2 separate regions of the Capsicum annuum genome follow, and region 1 is linked to region 2. Evidence: chromatin contacts called from public Hi-C data. All regions are on one chromosome and are shown on one strand. The core of a region is the stretch at or near the end of the contact, and the rest is flanking DNA. Distances in the headings are between cores, read along the strand shown. Region 1 holds the start of LOC107839067 (E3 ubiquitin-protein ligase AIP2). Region 2 overlaps LOC107839060 (a long non-coding RNA gene).

Region 1 (5,929 bases), core at 521-3,020, 93 kb after region 2:
TTTCTGGATACATTTTCATAGTGTAACGGTGATTCATATGAATGATACTTTTCTTATCAGTATATAGTGATACATTTGTTGATAGTGTAGGAGTGAAGCATTTTCTATTAGATTATTGGAGATATATTTGTATTGACAATGTATGAGTGATACATTTGCGGTTGGATTATTGATGATACATACATTTATTTCAACTATAAAAATGTATCACTAATATAACAGATAATTTCTTTAAACTAATGCAGACAATATTAATATGAATCATAAAACTTTCATAAATATTTAATATGAATCATATAAAAATCATAGAAATACAACCAAATGTATCACATATTTCAGATGTATCACATAGTAATCATCCGCCGCCAAATAATAATTCAAATTTTCAGATGTATCATGTATTCAAATAATAATTCCTTTTCTCCTACTTCTCTTCTTCATTCACTTCCGTCGGCGACGTTGTACGAATCTGCAACTCCGACGTTTCACTGTCCAAAATTGGCGTAGATTGAATATATACTGTTCTTGATATGCGGAACTTGCCAATTGAATATATACTGTTTTTGATATCAGGGAAAGACATATCTATTGGATATTCCTTTTTTTTCGGTATCGAATTAGCAGAGATATCATCAAACTTCAATACCATGGGGGAAGACAAGGAATCTGCTTGTTGAGATTCATTTTCTGGTGATGAAGAGAGAATAGGAGAGGATGCATTTGAAGTAGCCATAGATATTCTCAACTTGCGGTCACCAATTGAAATTTGAAAGTTGGTTGGTGGAATTGGAATCTCATTAATTCATTGTGCAACCGATTGTGCGTGATTTTCTTCACAGAATAAAAGAGAACCAGTTACTTCCTAAAATAATAAACGAGAATATGTTACTTTCTTAAATAAATATTTTGTCAGTTTTAAATGTATCACTTTTTATATGTATGACCTTATAATATATATATCATGATTCCAAAAAATCGGGATAAGATGTAATTAACCAAATAATTGGGAGAAAATGTAATATCATTTAAAGATTCAGAGATTTGTGTAAGTTCTCCTATTTTTTAATTATAATTCGATTAAAAAAAAAGTAAGTAATTCATTTTAATATGTGTAGGAAGTAATAGATTGTCCAAGTAGTTTGAGTAACAAATCAACTTTTTAGGACTATTTTCGAATGCATTTGATATCTTTTACGCAATGAAATTTTTTAAGAACATTCTCTGATGTCTGTTATGCAGTGAAACATTCATCTTCTTTTTATCTTTTTTAAAAATAAATTTCATAATGGACAATATTATTATTTCATTAATTTTTTAATATTTAGAACTTCAAGAAAGCCTTCACATTAATTCAAATAAATTAAAATATCAATCACCTCATATAAATTATGTTCGTATTCGAATAATGTTATATTTTTTTATAAATAAATATTTGAACATTAGACAAACAAATACATGTAACTATTTTTTTTAATATTAAATATACGTACAATGCACGTATACTAAACTAGGTTTAACAAAAAAGAGGACTCGTAGGGACTGTTTGGTTGGGAAATTATTATCTCGAAATAACTAATACCAAAATTAATTATTCTGGGATTACCCAAAATAATTTATCCCACCATGTATATAGGATAAGTTATCCCACCACTAAAAGAAAAATGATGGAATAAGTTATCCCAGATAAGATTAATCCCTCCAATCAAACAAAAAATTAAATAATCTTTTATTTTACCCCAAAATAACTTATCCTTGAATTTTTTATACCTCAAACCAAACAACCCCTAATACTCGCTATATAAAAGAATAAGAAAGTATTTTGATCCTGGAACGAAAGATAAGGGACAATTTTGGACATGACACGGAAAGCCGATTTCAATTTCCCCCTCCGCAAGACAGAGAGCTATATAAAAAATATAAATCAGAACTGAAAGTTAATTGAATTAAGCAAAAGCAAAAATGGAAGAAGAATTAAAGCAAAAGCTTCAAGAATTGCAGAAGCAATTAGGAAAGAAACAAATGTTTGAGGAAGCAGTTTCCTCCATTAGATCTCTTCTTCTTCAATACTATCCTTCTGCTTCCCCTTCTCTTCGTAATTCGGTAAATATTACCCCTTTTCCTTTTATTACTCATTTATTTATGTAATTTGTTCTTCTTTTATTTATTATTTTTTTTTTCGTGTGTTTTTGCTTTACCCAACTAATGAAGAAAAGCAGATAAATTAAGGGAAAAAGGATTAATATTTGATTAAACGTTTTTGTTGTGGTTTTTTTCTTTTGTTACCGGGAATTTTGATTACTTATTTTCGTTTTTGAGTATACATTAGTTTGGATAGCTGTAAAAAAGTAAACTAGCTGCGACTTTCACTTGTCGGAGCTGAATGATTGAGAATAGTTTGCTTCAAAAATAATCAAGTTGGTTGAGGAATTGGGATCTATGCCATTAGAAATTACGCATGAGGTGTCAGGTTCAATTTCGAGCTGAGACAAAAATACTAGATGATTTATTTCCATTTATTCTAGCTTTGGTAGAAAAGTTATGTGGTACCTAGGGCTGGTGGGGGGGGGGGGTGATAAATATCCCTTGGAATTAGTCGACGTGCATGCAAGCTTGTTTGGACACTATACAACAACAACAATAACAAACCCAGTGTATTCCCACCTAGTGGGGTCTGGGGGTAAGATGTACGCAGTCCATACCTCTACCTCTGATGAAGTAGAAAGGCTGTTTCCGAAAGACCCCTGGCTCAAGGCATGAGATACCACACAAACACATAGTAAAGCACAGAAGCAGATTACATAACATACATACGGCACCCATAAGTATTATAAAACAGAGGAAAGCAGAGAAAAGCACACAGATTCGTAATAAAACATGGAACACGAAACACGGAATCATAACAGGAATAAAACCCCCACCAAGTAATTCCCTACACTAGCGACCCAAACTGGCCCTAATCCTCTGCCGTAATTCGCGTCTTCCAGATCTTCCTATCTAGGGTCATGTCCTCGGTGAGCTGTAACTGTTCCATGTCCCGCCTAATCACCTCACCTCACCTCAGTACTTCTTCGGCCTACCCCTACCCCGCCTAAAACCATCCAACGCTAGCCTCTCACACCTACAGACCGGGGCATCCATGCCCCTCCTCTTCACGTGTCCGAACCATCTCAATCGTGCTTCCCGCATCTTGCACTCCACTGAAGTCACACCAACCTTCTCCCGGATAGTCTCATTCCGAACTCTATCCCCTCTAGTCAGCCCACATATCCAGCGCAACATCCGCATTTCTGCCACCTTCATTTTTTGGATGTGGGAGTTCTTAACTGGCCAACACTCCGCTCCATACAACAAGGCCGGACGGACTACCACCCTGTAGAATTTGCCTTTAAGCTTGGGCGGCACCTTCTTATCACCCAGCACCTCCGACGCGAGTTTCCACTTCATCCATCCCGCCCCAATACGGTGCGAGACATCCTCGTCAATCTCACCATTACTCTGAATCACGGACCCAAGATACTTGAACTTATCCCTCTTACATACCTCCTTACTTGGACACTATAGTTATTTAAAAAAAACATTAAACACTTAATTGATCCTTGTTTTATAGAATGTGAAATATCCTTTTCTAGTGTATGGTTGGACATAAATTTGGTCGAATGTAATATTAGTGTTCGGCGGGATGGGGGAGTGTTGATCGGTGATACCTGGTAGCTTTATAATTAACAAATAGTGGAAACAAGGTTTACACGGTCATATGGAGTGGGAATGGATTGAAGAGTGGTAGGTGATGATGTGAGTTCAATAACTGGGGACTTGGAGCACTCAGAGAGGTGTCACGATTACAATTGTTGTAGGCGTATAAAGGTTGAGGAGGTCAAGGGTGTTATTCGTAGGATGAGTAGGGGTCGGGCGACTGGGCTAGATGAGATTCTGGTGGATTTTTGTAAGAGCACTAGCAGGTAGGTGTGGAGTGGCTGGTTGAGTTGTTTACCGTTAGCTTTAGGACAGCGAAGATGCCCGAATCCTGGAGATGGAGTACGATGATTTCATTATATAAGAACAAGGGTGACATTCAGAGTTGCAACAACTATAGGGGTATCAAGTTGTTGAGTCACACTATGAAGGTTTGGAATAGGGTAGTAGAGTTTTGAGGTTTACTTTTAATAGGAAGATGATCAACCGAGTTGTTGATTTTAGTCTTGTTTTTTGTTACAAAAATGAGATAGCTTATCTACATAGACTATTCTGTGCTTTTTATAATATCCAATTGATTAAGCTAGCACATATTTGTAACTATGATGAAGAGCCGCTTTCATGCAGTAAGTGGAACTTTTTTCGTTCCAACTCTTAGTAGATGGTTTAGGTCCCAATTAATATCAGCATGGAGAAATTAAACAATTGATCTCTTTCGGAAAGAGAATTCATAATAGGTCAATCCACGAAAGGGAACTGGTCCACATATTCTTTTATTAATAAACACAGAGAAGTGTGTAGTGAGAAAGTGACCAGTGTATTTTTTTCAGAGACATCCTCGTTTACAAGTAAGGGGTTGTATTCCTTCTGAAAAAACATTTAACTTAAGCAAGTGGTTTAGTATAGGCTAGTTAGTAGCTGCTCTATCTCTATGCCTAGTTCTTTTGTCAAACACTTCTTCATCCATTATTCTTCTTTGAGAGAGTTTACAGCAATAGATTTTGATAACTGATTATTTAACCCCATGTGTAGGGTTAGCCTGTGTACAATAGACCCTTGTGATTTGGCCCTTCCCCGGACCCTGCGCTTAGCGGGAGCTGCACCGAGTTTGATACAAGACAGCCCAAGAACACAAGAAAACAAACAACAAAACAGTCCACTAGTTCAAGGAACTATGGACCTCTTTTGGTGACCCTTCTCGGATTTAAGAACACAACAAGAACACCATGTAATGAGGTGTTTAAGACCTAATTTCCAGGAGCAAACCAAACTAGATTATGACAATAAAAATGAAGAACAACAATGTTACAACCACAATAACCAAACGGCTTGAACAACAACACAAACTACAAGATTAGAATAAGAAACAAAGATAGATGGTTAGACAAGTGTTGATGTAGCCTTAACAACCCAAGAGCATATTCACTCTTGGACCTTTAACACTTCATACAACAAACACCTAACTCTTACAATGACACAAGAGGGGCATCCACCTCTCAAATCACCAAAGTCTCAAGCTTTGCAACACATAAGAGAATCCACCCTTATGCTATGCCCTAATTTCAGTTTTGAGAACTCTCTCTCACAAGAGTAGTGTCTTCAATATCAAGCATAAACTAAGAAAATAAACCCTACAAGGTTCTATTTATACAACATTACAAATAATAGAGAAATGACAAGAGTCCTTTAGTGACTAGTCTTCAAAAATACTCAAAAGTGTCATGATCATGATCATTTTTGTATCATCCTCTCCATCTTGAGAGGAATTTGACCACAAATTCACGGGCTCACCTCTTTTACAAAGGCACTTCACAATCTCCTTCTTCCGGCCACACATCTTCTCCATACTCTTCATTTTGCACTTTGGCTTCTTTTTGCTCTCCATCTTGCTGTTTGTCATCATTCTTAACCGATTCAATGCCCACCTCTTCTCCAAGATAATGTACAATCTACCCCACCTTAGGATCATATTCCGTCGGTTTGTGCACTCACTAGCCTTGTGCCCCCACCCTTGACACTTGAAGCATTGAAACTCCTTGGGATTAGAAGTAGAATTCGATTTACCTTTATACCTTGGAGGATGTTTTTGGAAACCCTAGTGGCCTCGGGTTGGGTAGCCATGAATGAGTTCTCTTTGAACTCCCTCTTAACCTCTAAAGCCGCGTGGAAGATGCCATCTGCGGTGTCGAATTTGTGAAGCATCATGCGAGTGGAGATGTCCTTGTTTAACCCAACC
Region 2 (5,336 bases), core at 481-2,980:
ACCCCTGCCACTCATCACTACAAATTGCGTGATGGTATGGTGCTCAGTAGTTTGTACTACTTGTTCTTTATTCTTTATTTGTTTATTGTATATTTTCCGTTTTAAAAATAATAATCTACTTTTTTTAGTTCATTTTAAAAAGAATTATTTTTTTTTTTTTGCAGATTTTAATTTTAACTTTTTATCTGATATGTTTAAGATCACAAGATTTAAAAAATATTTTAATATATTTGACACAACTTTAGTTATGACCATAAAATTCACTCTTTCTTTATTTTCTTAAACTCCATATAAAGTTAAAATAGATCATTCTTTTCAAAACGGGAAAGTAATATTTACATTTGTTGGGAAAAAAAAAAGAGATTTTAGTTAATTCATGCATCTCTAATTAGACCTTTCTTAGTGTGTCATGTCAACAAGGTCAAATAATATTTTCAAAAAATTAATTATTATTTTAAAAAATTAAGATATAATTACTTTCTCTGTGTCATATTAACTGGACACATTTTATTTTTATATGGTGATTAAGACATCATAAATAAAAAGACAATTTTATAAATTCGTCGCTTAAAAATTCTTTTGAGAACTTTATAAACAAGTGTGAATATTTTCAAAAAACATTAATTACAAGGGTGATATGGAAAAAAAATTAATTAATGCTTTCTTAATTTAGTAAAGTGATCAATTAATATGGAACAACTATTTTTAATAAGACGACTAATTAATATGAGGCGAAGGAAGTAATTATTTGTTCCTATCTTTATCCTTAATAAACGTGGATAAAGATTAATCTATAATCTATAATCTATATATATATATATATATATATATATATATATATATATATATATATATATATATATAAATGTGAAAAGCTTTAAAAATGTTGTTTGAACTTTTTGGCCTTTATTAAATGTTTTTGTTTTAGACAATCACTATTTTTTTTCTAATATTTAAGAGTTAAAAATTAATTAAATTATTTATGGTAAAATCTTTTCTTATTAGAAGTCATCAAAATTAATGACAACTAATTTTTTTTCCTTAGTTTAAGAATTTTAAATCAACTAATTTTGATTTTAAGAAAATTTGAAAAATCTAGAAATAAATATAAAAATGTTAGAATAAGAAAATTTAAGAAATACCAAAATTTAAAAGTTTTAATTACGTAATAAAAATGTAATCAATGATTTTGTATAGATTTGACTTCAAAAACAAGGAAAGATTTTAAATATAGAAAAAAAAAAAGAAAAATAACATTAATATAAATAATATGATTTAAATTGATGTGTCTCTTTTATCTTCTAGCAGTAAGAGAAAGAGGTATTGCATAACAAATGCAAAAGTGATGCTTCATCAATGACTTGAAACTTCTGGTGGTGAGATATATATGTGTTTACACTAAAATATATGTTTATATTTATATTATTATATTAAAGTATGAAGGATATTTGAAAAGTAATTTGAACTTTTACACTTCATTAAAAATCTCCTTAATAGATAAAATTATTTAATTTTAAATAATCAAATGTTACAGGTACGGTTAAATTAATATATCAAAAAATAAATAATAAATTAAGATCAAAGAATAAATAAAAATAATTTAATTAAATTATATTTTAATTAATGTCTATGTAATGAACCGGAAGGAAATTATGTTAAAGTAAGAGGGAGTATAACACGTACATCAGGGAATGGAAATTTTGGACCAAAAGATATCGTAATTGATGGCTTTATTCCAATTCAATCAATAAAATATATTAGTGGTCATCTTCAGACTCGAGCATCCAAAGTCAATTATAAACCAACAAAAGCTAATAAACAAATTATATAGTAGAAGGAGAAACTGGAAAAAGGAAATTATGGGTTGGCTTTGGATTCTGTTGTCCAAGTATTTGACTTTTAAAAGCACAAGAATGGACAAAACCAAAAGACAACTACCAAAGTACACACATTAGTATAATATGAAAAAAGCTAGGTTCAACACGAGGCATAGATTCCTCAACTGCAGGCAAAGAGTTTGCTTTACTTGGAATTGACAAATTTTAGGTTTGGCTTTACTTTTTTTTTTTCCTCCCTTTCTTAAGTCAAATGCAATTAAATTAGAGTCTTTTTATTTACTTCATTTTCTGAAATTCACTTGATCATTGCATATTGCGATTTGCAACCACTTTACTACAAGAAGTTGCTTTTAATTTTAGTGGATATGAATATTTAGCCCTGGACAAATCAATTAATTAAGCCTGCAGTAGTTTTTACCGAACCCCTTGAGGTTGCAATAATCTTTTCTATGCCCATCATGTGCGATTCAATCTCAAAATCATTTTCTTTTCTCGATATATGAGTCAATGGATGGTAAAAGATGAGGCAATTATTAGCTATCAGCCTGCTATACATTCCACCAGCATAAATATTAAATAATCTAGTGTAACATTCATATTGAAAATATCTATTGAGTCGGATTCATTCATCACTAGAAATTACCCTATGGCAACGGTCCAGAAATTACCCTATGGCAACAGTTCAAAAATCATTGCGATAGATATAAAAATCGTTGCTATACAACGGTTTTATATGCGTTGCATATGTGGATGTGGGAATAGGCCTATCGCAACGACATTTGCAACGGTTACAAAAACTGTTGCAATGGTTACTAACTGTTGCAATAGACTATATTGCAACGGTGAAGAACCGTTGCAATAGACTCTATTGCAACGACAAAAAAGCGTTGCAATAATCCTATTGCAACAATTATTGATCTTTTGCAACGGTTTTTTACTACCTACTGCAACGATTTTTGACACCTATTGCAACGATTTTCGAATCTTTTGTAATTTTTTTTGCCACCTATTATTGCAGCTAGTTCAAATACCAATTGATATATAGAGAGAGAATTATATTAATACACAATTATATATACACATCACAATAAAATCTTTCATTAATAATAATTCAAATTAAAATATCAACAAACTAGTAATCTAAATCCAAAAGCAAAATGTTAAAGTCAAACGGTCATTAATTTTTCTATAAAGTATCAAGTTCGAGTGGCGATAAGTTTCACAAAATTCAATATCAAAAAGATCGATACTAAAATATCTATCAATAATTCAAAAATTTTCTCAAGTAAGGTCAATTTCTTCATCACTTTCTTCATCTCCTCTTTCATTTTGAACATCTATAAAAAGAGAAAACATAATCTCAATTAGCACTTAAATGATAACATATTTAATTTTCAATTAGAACATAGAAGAGCACCTATAAATAAGAACATAAACAATCTTAATTGCAAATGAATAAATTATTTATACAAATTAGTAAAAGAAAATCGAGAGCACGGAAGAATTACATTTCCAATTTACTATCAAACAAATCTCAGGTGGTAGGCAAACATGAAAATCATTGGGAAGATCAACCAACATAAGGTCCGAAATCGAACAACAAACTTCAACATAATTTGAGATTCTTGAATATTTTTGTCTTGCTGATATTTTGTCATCATAATGTATCAGTTAAACAATGGTTTTGGCATATCATACTGCCTCAACAGACCATATCATACTGCCTTACTGCCTCAACAGACCATTTCAACGGACCATACAGTAATACTGATATTTAACAATCATACACTTGAATGTAGAAGAAAAATGTAAAGAAACTGACAAGAATCATTGTATGTACACATACCAAAAAGAAAGACGTGGAGAAAAACAGAAAAATATGAATCCAAGAAATATAATTCACGAAAACTAAATCAAGAAACAAAATCAAAAAGAGAAAGGAATAATTTAGTTTCCAGTATTCAAATTACTTTACATACAGAATCAAGAACATGATGCACTTTTATCCAATCTATTAGAGATAGCTGCATTTCAGAAATAAAAGGATCTCTATACTCCTAATTCCCTGATGGTCTACATCCTGTTATATCGATGCTGCAATTAGTCCAGGCTCCCAGTAGCATAAAAGAATATTTAAGCTTCACAAATAAGCCTATGACAAAGCATAATTGAGGCTAGTAATGGTGCAGTAAGAGGCTCAATAGAGAAAGATAATCACCCTCTGACATTTTGGTAGGGAACTCTGTTACAAGCTTATAAAAATTTGAACGATTTCTAGAGCACTCCAACATACAATTTTCACATCTAATACAAGTATGAAACACAACTAATACTTTGCCAATGTTACACGCAATATTTAGTACACCAGGACAGTCTCTGGAAAGATACCGGCGAGAGTGGTGGCAAGAGAAGATAACACACAAGCAACTCCAATACCCAGTAGATTTTGAAGCAAAATTTAAAGGGTAAAGGGGTGACCCAGTGCTCTTTCTAAAGAAGCATGTGAGGAGCAGGGGGTTCCTTTTGGAGAATTAACATAGTTAAAACAATTAGTCTCGAAGTTCCTCAAAGCGTATACGGAATGGAAATACTCTTCTACAATTACGAAGGGCCGAGCTTCACCTGAAAAAACTCCAACAAGGTTAGATCCAAACATACATGTAGAGGAGAGAGCACACAAAGTATTGTTATCTCTAAGGCACGCAGACAACAAGAAGGAATTGAATAGCAGGATAGCAGACCCAAAAATAACTCAAATGAACCAAATTTGCAGATTAAACAAATTCATGATCTTAACGCAGTTATTACACAAAGTCAATGCGAACGGGAAGAGAATGAATCGACAGCTTCAGATTGGGTCAATTCACATATACTGGAGTTAAGCAATACTTACGGAGTAGCTTTTGTGGGCTTCGGAAAGGAAATGCTAGTTCTTCTCATGAAACTGGATGAGAGAAATGCTGTGTTAGACAAGAAAGAGTAGGAGAAACTAGTCACAACTCCAAAAAGCAGGGTATTGGGAAGAACGAATTGAAAAATCTGCATACCAGTTTAAATGAAGAAGTTGAAAGAGTTAGAAAAGGAGGGAGACCACTTACGCAAAAGTACCAGTACTTTACACAAAACTTACACAAAAGTACCAGGACATTCAATTTACACATCTGGATATGAATGTTATCGTTTATGGTTACAAATATTTCACGTCTAAAATTTTCTTGCCTTGTTTTAAGAAACTGTAGCCTCTTGGAGGCTATTTTAAGTAATTTCGACCATTGATGACTCCAAAATGAGAAGAATACACTTGTCAGCAAGCAGGGAATCTGGCGAATCAGTCCAGTTCATTTCCCCAACTGTGTGCGTTGGTAGCTGATTCAAGGTGAAGAAGATGAGGTTTTAGGTGTCGTAGTTTCTGCCGTTATCTTTGTCTACGTTAGGTCCATCTCCATTTTTTAATTAGCTTAGAAGGAGCCCTATATATAGCCATGTCTACTGGAAATG

Evidence for each region. A called contact is a pair of places that touch in the nucleus more often than the background predicts.
Region 1: a contact with region 2 is called in a Hi-C map of bud, with 3 times the contacts expected there. The contact joins the promoter of LOC107839067 here to the enhancer-like site in region 2. A contact is called at or near these places in 3 of 5 Hi-C or Micro-C datasets (bud, leaf and placenta).

What each region holds. Positions count from the first base shown.
Region 1 is chr8:112,948,145-112,954,073 of UCD10Xv1.1, forward strand. It overlaps LOC107839067 (E3 ubiquitin-protein ligase AIP2), which reads left to right and starts at 1,771. Exons shown (of 5, transcript XM_016682416.2): 1 at 1,771-2,100. The coding sequence starts at 1,960.
Region 2 is chr8:112,855,026-112,860,361 of UCD10Xv1.1, forward strand. LOC107839060 (a long non-coding RNA gene) reads right to left here. Exons shown (of 3, transcript XR_001664997.2): 2 at 4,732-4,782; 3 at 3,765-4,460. Among protein-coding and RNA genes, the nearest start is that of LOC107839060, 4.6 kb to the right of the region's middle. Within about 2 kb of position 1,731, at least 3 of the 5 cell types and tissues checked have an H3K27ac peak or open chromatin away from gene starts, as enhancers often do. A contact at or near this core is called in leaf, where this site is marked.